Linked DNA regions of Mus musculus: region 2 is linked to region 1. Evidence: chromatin contacts called from public promoter capture Hi-C data. All regions are on one chromosome and are shown on one strand. The core of a region is the stretch at or near the end of the contact, and the rest is flanking DNA. Distances in the headings are between cores, read along the strand shown. Region 1 overlaps Trak2 (trafficking protein, kinesin binding 2). Region 2 overlaps Als2 (alsin Rho guanine nucleotide exchange factor).

What was found. Capture Hi-C pulls out chosen DNA fragments and counts their contacts.
Region 2: a promoter capture Hi-C map of liver shows a contact between it and region 1. The contact joins two enhancer-like sites. A contact is called at or near these places in 2 of 9 other capture datasets (adipose tissue and liver).

Annotation. Positions count from the first base shown.
Region 1 is chr1:58,944,297-58,949,308 of GRCm38.p6, reverse strand. It overlaps Trak2 (trafficking protein, kinesin binding 2), which reads left to right. Exons shown (of 16, transcript NM_172406.3): 2 at 2,774-3,062. The coding sequence starts at 2,972. Among named protein-coding and RNA genes, the nearest start is that of Trak2, 27 kb to the left of the region's middle. Within about 2 kb of position 3,113, at least 24 of the 459 cell types and tissues checked have an H3K27ac peak or open chromatin away from gene starts, as enhancers often do. A contact at or near this core is called in liver, where this site is marked.
Region 2 is chr1:59,172,482-59,177,493 of GRCm38.p6, reverse strand. Als2 (alsin Rho guanine nucleotide exchange factor) reads left to right here. Exons shown (of 34, transcript NM_028717.6): 26 at 2,453-2,570; 27 at 4,181-4,338. Among named protein-coding and RNA genes, the nearest start is that of Mpp4, 13 kb to the right of the region's middle. Within about 2 kb of position 2,268, at least 8 of the 459 cell types and tissues checked have an H3K27ac peak or open chromatin away from gene starts, as enhancers often do. A contact at or near this core is called in liver, where this site is marked.

The DNA.
Region 1 (5,012 bases), core at 1,864-4,363:
CCAAATACATTTCTGTTCCCTTTGTGGTGGTTGGTTTGGGAATCACAATTCTGAATAGCAAGATACTATGGGGAAACCCAAGTGTATACAGTAGAGTGCCCTTAGAACTTGAAAATGATCTTCGATGACAAGAATCATGGTACCTAACAAATATTGTGAGCTTTGCTTAGTATTGTACTGGCTAATCCACATTACTGAATTGCAAACTTATTCCAGGAAAATAGTTGTACATGTAAAAGAAATGTTAAGTATTTATTAAAATTATCAGCATTCAATTATAGAAAAATTGAATTTTTGTTATGCAAGCAAGCTTTTTGCAGGAAAAGAACTGTTGCTTATTCTGGTTTTTGGTTTGGGTTTTTATAAAAAGTTTTAGGAAGTAATAAAATGAATGGGACTGGAGAGATGGCTCAGCAGTCAAGAGCACTGGCTGCTCTTCCAGAGGATCTGAGTTCAGTTCCCAGCACTTGCATGGCGGCTCGAAGTTGTTATAACTCCAGTTCCAGGGAGATCAGATGCTCTCTTCCACAGGCAAACACTTACATTCATTAAATAAAAATAAAATCTCAAAAGGAAAGGAGGGTAAGAAATGGAGGGTCAGAAATGGAAATCCTGTGCCAGTGGCCACAGAAGTTTTTAAAGTGTGCCAATTTGTGGAAATCTGAAAGTCTAGGTAATGGGAAATTCTGATCTGTATTCACTAAACTCCTCTCTTACTTGATAATTTGTTTACCAGCCTGGTTTGAGCCCTAACTGTTGAATTACATTGTTTTCCAAAAGGTCACTTAATTCTTAAGCCTCTCTAATTTCCCCTTTGACTCCTCTAATTCTGTTGCTCACTTTGCACTTTGTCTCTGAGACTTGTATCCCTCGTGTTTCTAATTGTATCTCTGTTCTTCACTGACTGTTTTTTCTGTGATCTCTACTTAGACATAAGACAACTTCATGAAGATGCACTAGCCCTAACAGAAGCAGCTATGACTGCTCAACAGATGTCTTTATGCAAAGCATCTAGTTAGCACTGAACACCCCCTTCCTTCCACTCCCATCTCTCACAGGAGCCTTGAATTCACATTTCTCCTGCCTCTCCCCATTTAGTGTTGAGATTGCAGGTGTGCACTACCACACCCAGCTGAATAAGTTCCCGATAAGTTCCTGCTTTCTGTTGTTCTTTGTTTTAAGTAGGCATATATGTACATGTATATATGTGTGTGTGTGTGTGTGTGTGTGTGTGTGTGTGTGTGTATAAATACATTGCATTGCAACCTTTGTTTATTTTGTTTTGATGTTTCTTTATGACATCTCACTATATAGTACTGTCTGGCCTCAAATTCTTAGAGATCCACCTGCCTCTGGCCTTCCAAGTGCTGGGATTAAAGGAGTGTGCCACCATGCCTGGCTCTTTGATCGTTTTGAAACTAGGTCATGTTAAGTTGTGTAGGTTTACCTGAAACTTTTTCTGTAGCCTAAGCTGGCCTCCAACTCACTGTCCTTTGCCTCAGCCTCCTGAGTGCTGGGATCACATGTTCCTGGCCTGGATTCTGACTCCTTTCATGCACATTACTAAACTACTAAAACATTATGCATTACATGTACGCATTACTGAAACATATCATTATGGTCATTCCACTTGTATGTGTGCTTCTGAAAACAAAATACTTAAGTCAGTACTGTGTGGGTATTCTTGTCCCTATGTCGGGCATGCTTTGTGAATATCTACAGTGTATAAATTCTGTTGGTAGAATTGTTGAGTTGCAGTTCCTGTGCATCGAAAGCTTGGTAGACATTGGGAAAGCCTTTCTAAAACCTTATAGCAATTTATACTGTTATCGGTAGAGCTTTGAATCAGCCTTTTCTCTAGGCCCTGTCTATCCAATAGTGAGTAAAGCTTAGCTAAGTTTCATGGTCCAGCAGATAAATATTTTGAGTGATGTTGAATTTCTTTTTTATCAGTGGATCTCCACCAGGAGTAGTTTTGCCTCCAGGGACATCTGGCAGTGTCTGGAGACATTTTACCTGTTGCATCTAGGAGAAGGCCTAGAAAGGAGATTCTGCTAGCATCTAGTCAGGACAGGGCAAGTGTTGTTAAGGTTCATTCAGTGTGGGCCACACAAATGACACAAATGCCAGCAGTGGCCAGAGCTGAACAACTTACTCCATTTCGTCTCTTTTATTGGTTATTATCTACAGTTCTTAAGTTATTACATTATTTGTTTTTGGATTGTCGTGTACATGGTTCCTCCGTCGCAGTTTGCCTTCAAGTAGCGTTTCACTGTTCTACATACAGCATAAAGGCCTGGCATGCATGTGCCTCCATGTGCCTCCAGGCCTGTGCGCTGCAGCACTGCATTGCAGTTCTCCATGATAGGGCACTGCAGTAAAGAGTGCTGACATCATGCTTCAGCTGTGGAATTGGATTACACTTGGCATCATTCATGCACGTTTGAAGCCATCACTCGGGCTACATGTGTCGTTCCCAAACTCTTCTCCTGTGCCCAAGTCCTTCCCTCACCCAGCCAGTTATCTGCTCTTTGACATTGTAGATATATTGGTGGTGGCGGAGTTTTTTCCTAGAAGTCTTACAAAAATGCAATCATAAACCATGAGCTGACTTTTTTTCTTTTCTTTCTTTTTTTGACCCACCCTAATTGCATTGAGGTTTACTCATGTTGTTGTGTATGTCTTAGAAAAACATTTTTAATGGCAGGTGATTAGAGTCCTGTTATTAAAGAGCATGCTGAATTCTGACCACCCTCTCTGTTCTTTGTTTTAGGCCATGACTGTCCAGGATTGGTAACCACATGAGAGCACTTACAGCTGCAGATGTCACCTGACTCATCGCAGAAAATCTGTTCTAAAGAAAATATCCATATGACCACGCCCATTTCTTTACTAAATGGCTTAATGGATTTCCTTTCCTGCGATTCATACGAAAGCTGCCCCTTTCAACCAAAGCAGGAAAGGATTCTGCATGAGTCAATCCCAGAATGCCATTTTCAAATCACGAACAGGTGAAGCAAACCTCATGAGTAGCAATCATAGAGACTCGGAGAGCATCACTGGTGAGTTCACTTTGATAATGTTGAAGTGTTATTTCCTACCGGACAAAGTGCAAATTCCTCAGTCTGATCTGCATGACCTGCTGTGATGAAACCCCAGCCTCCCTATGCAGCCTGGTGACCCTGAGACAGAGTGACTTAAGTCAGTTCATCCTTGTCTCCTCTCACATTAGCAAAGTCTGCCTTCTGTGCAGTTCTTTGTGCCTGCCTCCCATATATCCACTGAACCCCTGTGAGCAGGACTTGTAAGCTAGCTCACTGACTTGTGGATTTGGAAGACAAAGTTGTAGGCCCTTGATGTTATATCTGCAAGAATAAATAATTTTAAAAATAAATAAATAAAAGAACATAAGAGAGCTTGCTGTGCTGCCATAAGGACCAGACTTCATTTTCCAAAGGAGCAGAGGGGTTCAGCCTTCTTGGAAAAGACTGACACTCAGCCAGCTCACTCTAGTTACTTTATTCAAACATTATACAAGGTTACTTGAGGCTGGGAAAGGTTCCAGCTACCAAAGTTATCTTGCCCTTGCTGTCCCTGAGAGCAGACAGCGCACACAGATCTCAGTCATTGGCTAGCCATAAACAAAGTAAGAACCACAGGTTTGCCAGGAGTACCCTAGGACCAAGGTTGGTTCTAGCTGCACACTCTCACGTAGCACCTAGTACAGATTCTCTAGAGAGACAACATTTCTTCAAGGTTCAAACAATCTCAAAACAATTTCTCAGCCTCTACTGATTAACCCAAACATATCTACTGATTGACCCAAACATAGCTCTCTCTCTCTCTCTCTTTCTCTCTCTCTCTCTCTCTCTCTCTCTCTCTCTCTCTCTCTCTCTCTCCTTTCTTTGGTTTTTCCAGATAGTACTTCTCTTTGTACCCCTTGAACTCACAGAGACCTGCCTGTCTCAGCTTCCTAATTGCTGGGATTAAAGCATGTGTCGGCTAGGCAGTGGTGGTGCACGCCTTTGATCCCTGTGCTTGGGAGGCAGAGGCAGGCGGATTTCTGAGTGCAAGGCCAGCCTGGTCTACAGAGTGAGTTCCAGGACAGCCAGGACTACACAGAGAAATCCTGTCTTGAAAAAAACAAACAACAAAAAAAGCATGTGTCACCATGCCCACAAGATTTTTTAATTTGTGCTTTTAAAATTATTATTTTTTAACCTTCTTTGCTATTGTAACAGAAAAGCAGTCATAGATTAACCATGAAAGAATGAATATGATCGTGTTCTGATCAAACTTGTCTTTAAGACCAGCAAAGGCTGTAGGTTCTGCCCTGCTGGCTGCTGCCCCACACCATGATCACTTGGTAAGGTCAGTCCATTGCTTTGAACCATTTCTGTAATCTGCACTGTAGCTTCTTTGGGGACTTTAGTTTCCTTGATGACTAATAACACTGAGTGTGCTTTCATATGCAGTTATTGGCCATTTAAAAATTCATGCAGTCTATGCAAAAATCATATGAATTATGTGAAATCCTGTTGAATTATGTGATCTTGATATATTCTATATAAGGGATTTTCCTTAGTTTAATTTTGTGTTGAGAAATCATCTGGCGATAAGAATCTTATTCCAGGACTGTGTCTCATCTGCTTTACATGGTGTAGTGGCTATTCCTGGTTGTCAACTTGACAATATTTGGAATGAACTACAATCCGGAATTGGAAGGCTCACCAGTGACCCTTATCTGGAGGCTTGGAGATCCTTATCTGGATCTTGGTTTGGAGATCTTGAGCCATAGTGGCTATGGATTCCAGAAGATTGAATCTCCAAGTTTAAGGAACACACCTTTAATCTGGGCTACACCTTTTCATCTGGGATTAAGGGTGTGGTGGAACACACCTTTAATCTGGGCTACACCTTCTGCTGGAGACAATATAAGGACATTGGAAGAAGGGAGTCTAGCTCTAGCTCTTGCTCCTTCGCCTGCTTGCTGTGTGAGACTGAGTAACTGC
Region 2 (5,012 bases), core at 1,019-3,518, 230 kb before region 1:
TATTCACTTAGGCATCTAGAGACTCTCTAGGTTACTTATGAAGAAACTTTACTACATTCAACAGAATGGATGCACAGAATGTGTTCTGAGAGTGCAAGCAAGGGCTGTGCACAGGTCATGGGTTCCTTACATCGAAGAGTGGTTTTGATCTTTAGTCTGAATTTGGTCTGAGCTACATTTATTTCCTCAATATTTTGGGCTTTTTTTTTTTTTTGGTAAGATTTATTTTTAGTTTTGTGTCTGTGTGTGTGTGTGTGTGTGTGTGTGTGTGTAAGTGAATGCATGTGCCTATGGAGGCTAGGGACTTTGGATGCCCTGGAGCTAGAGTTACAGGCAGTTGTTAGCAACCTGTATGGGTGCTGGGAACCTAGCCCAGAACCTTAGCAAGAGTGGTGCACACTCTTAACCCCTGAGCCATTTCTCTAGCCCAGTCAATCGTTTGAGTCTTTCTAAGTAAAAACAATGAAATTGCTTCACTGCCATGGCACTCATAGTTTTATTGCTGAGGTTGCTTGCTTAAAGGCCAAAATACTGTTCTGGAAAGATGGCTTAACTCATTGGGAAATGGATGTTCCAGCATGGACAAGAGGTGGCTAATGTTGGAGTTAGCTAGCATAAACTTTAACACAATGATGGCAGAAGTGCTCTGATGAGCAGCCAAAGTCATCCTTGAAATAGGTGTTAAATTGAATTACCAGGTGGGAGAGATGGCTCAGTGGTTAAGAGCACTGACTGCTCTTCCTAAGGTCCTGAGTTTAAATCCCAGCAACCACATGGTGGCTCACAACCATCCATAATGAGATCATATGTATAAGATCGCCCTCTTCTGGTGTATCTGAAGACAGCTATAGTATACTTAAATATAATAATAAATAAATCTTTTTTTAAAAAAAGATTACCATCAAAGAAGCAGAACTAACCAGTACCCCCCCCAGAGTTCCTGTCTCTAGCTGCATATGTAGCAGAAGATGGCCTAGTCGGCCATCACTGGGAAGAGAGGCCCCTTGGTCTTGCAAACTTTATATGCCCCAGTACAGGGGAACGCCGGGGCCAAGAAGTGGGAGTGAGTGGGTTCTATAAGAAGAACCAAATTCAAGTTTTAGATTGCCAGAGTACAGTCCCTTAAAGACTTCAGCTGGGCACAGAAGCAGACTGAGGTGCTAATGGAGGAGACAGTGAACTTGGGGGTCAGTCGGAATGGTCTGAAGAAACACAGCAAAAACTCAGGTGGGGTGGGAATGAATGCAGAGCCTGGAGAACTGATGGGCTTAAATGTCTAAAATATTCTAGAAGAAAAGAACCGGAGAGATGGCTCAGTGGTAAGACCACTGCATGTACTTCCAGAGGATTAAAAAGCCCACCAGAATTCTAGAACAGGAGAAATAATAATGATAAGGAGTGGGAGTTTTTGAGACCGTAATGGTTGAGAAAGGCTCAAGGTTTGGTAAAAGATAAACATCTAAGCTCAGGAGCTAAGTGGGTTCAGTGTCTAGAAAAGTGTGCACTACACGCAGAGCCCCCCAGTGAGTGAGTGTGTGCAGCGTGTAAGCAAGAGCCTGCAGCCCAGGGAGAAATGGCCCAACATTTCCAAAGCACTAAAAGAAAATTACAGGTGGACTTCCTGCTCACCTTTCTCCTTTAGCTTTTATCCTTTTCTCCATCCAACTGTCTTCACCTTTCCTAGCTTTGCTAAGCATTTTAATGGAATTTCCCTGAAATAGTCCTAAGTATGCTTGCAGGTAGGTGTCAGCTCTGTTTCTACTGCTAAAATACCAAGAAGGGTGCCTAGAGAGAGGACCGAGGTTTACAACAGCCTCAGAGCCTACACAAGAGGCTGCTCTCGTAGAGGTCCCAGGTTTAATTTCCAGCACCCACATGGTGGCTCTTACAGTCTATGACTCCACTCCTCAGGGATAGGGATCACTTCTGGCATCTGTGGTCATGTGCACACATATGGTGCATGCATACATATGTGTGTATAGATATATACGTGTGTGTGTGTGTGTGTGTGTGTGTATACACACAAACATATGCATGCACACATATTTTTTCAGGCAAAACATTTGAAAACAAAATATACCTAAAAATTTTAAACCATGCAGAAGTGCTTGCTTTGATCTTTGTGTATAGCTGCTACATTTGATTTTCTAGAAATCCGTTTTTATGCCACTTTTCATTTGCATTTGAGTAGCAGGTCAGGCATGTAGAGTACATCAGGCTGTGCTAGGTGAATGTAAACTCTTGTAGCAGGTCAGCCAATACCATTTTGAGTGACTTGTGTAACTTGAGGTCAGCTGCTGTTGCTGAACGTGTTAGGCCTGGGCTAGGTCAGTGGGTGCTCACGGTGAGCAAGGTGGGTCTGTGTCAGACCCTCCCCCTCCCCCTCAGCTGCTGACGGTTTGACGTGTGCTTTCTCACATGAAAAGCTGGCCTTTCTGCTTCCTCTTCACAGTCCAGAAATACTAAGCCGCTCTCAGACTCAGACCCTGGAGAGTTTGGAGTACATTCCCCAGCACATTGGCGCCTTCTCTGTGGAGAAATATGATGACATCAAGAAGTATTTAATAAAGGTAAACAAGTCAAAGTGACATCGGCTTTGTGAATGAAACGATCAGACAGCTGGGTGTGGTCATGTACACCTGAAGTTTCAGCACATGGAAGGGTCTAGGCCATCTGCTAAAAAATATGTAGTTAGGCTGAGCAACTTGAAACCGTGTCTTATCCCTACTCTTCCTTCCCTCCCCCCCCCCCAGACTCTCCAAAACAAACAAGGTCATCATTCAAAGGTTAACCTAATATTGGTTTTACTTTCTCTGTTTTGTTTGCTAAATCTTTGATTTTTTTTTTTTTAAATGGGTCTCACTGTGTATCCCAGATTGGCCTTGAGCTCAGGGCAATCCTCCTGCCTGAGCCTCCCAAATGCAGAGATTATAGGTTCTAGCCACTAAGCTCTAATTTATTTTCTTCTTATTGATAGATAATAATTACATTTTATAGGAAACAGTATAATATTCTGGTACATTTATATATTATATATCGATCAATTCAGGATACTTAGGTATCCTTGTGATGAAAACAAAGTCCTTTCTTCTATCTGTTTTGAGCTGTGCAATATTGTTAGCCATAATCCTCCTCTGTAAACAACACCATTGCTAACTCTTCTGCAGTAGAAAACCTGAGCCATAAAAAAGGACAAAGTGGAATTTCTGATGTAGAGTATTGTACTGGCTAGTTTTGTGTCAACTTGACACAGCTGGAGTTATCACAGAGAAAGGAGCTTCAGTTGAGGAAATGCCTCCATGAGATCCAACTGTCAGGCATTTTCTCAATTAGTGATCAAGGGGGAAAGGCCCCTTGTGGGTGGGACCATCTCTGGGCTGGTAGTCTTGGGTTCTGTAAGAGAGCAGGCTGAGCAAGCCAGGGGAGGCAAGCCAGTAAAGAACATCCCTCCATGGCCTCTGCATCAGCTCCTGCTCCCTGACATGTTTGAGTTCCAGTCCTGACTTCCTTGGTGATGAACAGCAGTATGGAAGTGTAAGCTGAATAAACCCTTTCCTCCCCAACTTGCTTCTTGGTCATGATGTTTGTGCAGGAATAGAAACCCTGACTAAGACAAGTATCATCACCAGAAAGATTTTAACATTTCCAACCTAACAAAAGTCAGCCTGGCACATTTCTGTAAGTTCAGCCCTTGAGAGGCTAAGACAGGAGGATCAATCACAAATTTGAGGCCAACCTAAGCCACGTACCAGAACTCTATTTCCAAAACAAACAACAATGAAAGAAAGAATAGATGCTGGAGAGCTGGCTCAACAGGTGAGAGCAGAGGACCCTGCAACTGCTGGCAACGGCTGTCCTGGGCTTCTGAGGCAGCTGCATGCAATCACACTGATAATTTTTAAAAAACCTTTAAAATATATAAAAAGGAAAGCAAAAATAAAACCTGTTGTAGGATGTATATGGAATGTTGCCTTGAAGAAAAGCAAGTCCTGACGTTGCTTCTGCTGTTGTACAGTGAGACCTGTCTCAAAACAACAAGTATCCCCAACGCTAGCGCCTTACACCAGGTAGACTAAAGATGTGGAAGTTAAGGAATCTGACTTTTCCTGACACTGGGGAAATGGTTTTTTAGGGACTGCTCTTACTGCCTACTGATCATGTTCCTTGTTTCTGGTCTCAGGCCTGTGATACTCCTCTGCACCCACTGGGCAGGCTTGTGGAGACCCTGGTTGCGGTGTATAGAATGACATATGTGGGTGTAGGGGCCAACCGCCGGTTACTGCAGGAAGCTGTGAAGGAGATTAAATCTTATCTCAAGAGGATTTTCCAGCTTGTGAGGTAAGATCGTTACACTGAAAGCTGCAGAGTGGTCTGTGGCATCTTCAACCGGAGTCTAGATGTTGCAGCCTTGTGAGGTACTTGAGTGTCCCCCTCTATCATAGGAAGTACTCATCTAAAAAAAGCTTTATGCTACAGATCCATAAAGAGACTAAATAATGGAAGTGCATTTTTAATTGTTCATGTGATATTTACTACCTCATATAACTGAAGGCTAAAATAAACTCTGGTTTTCTAAGTCTAATTTGGTGTAAAATATAGTAGTCATATTTGTATTTAACTTGGAGGCTTAATCATGCCTCTAAAACCTAACCACAGAATAGAGTTGGTGGAAGTTCAGTCCCTGAGGATATGCCCAGTCTGGTCCCTTCCCACGAGCAGCATGTGTACTCATATACTCAGTAGGAGCCAGTGAGCACTCCAGGCTCAACCAGACAAAGCACTGACAACAGAAGAGTTGTCATCTTCAGCCTGTGAGCTAGAGTAAGGCAGAACACAGCACATGCAGCGCAGCCGTGTGGAGGAGGACACTGAGGCAGAAGCCAGAATGAAGTGCTTGCTGCCTGCTTCAGGTCTGGACGCCCAACTGACCAGAAAGTATCGAGAGGAGACAGGGTTAAAGGAGCCAGGAACTGTCATAGAGAAGACAGATCCTGGCAGCAGCAAGCTGGAGT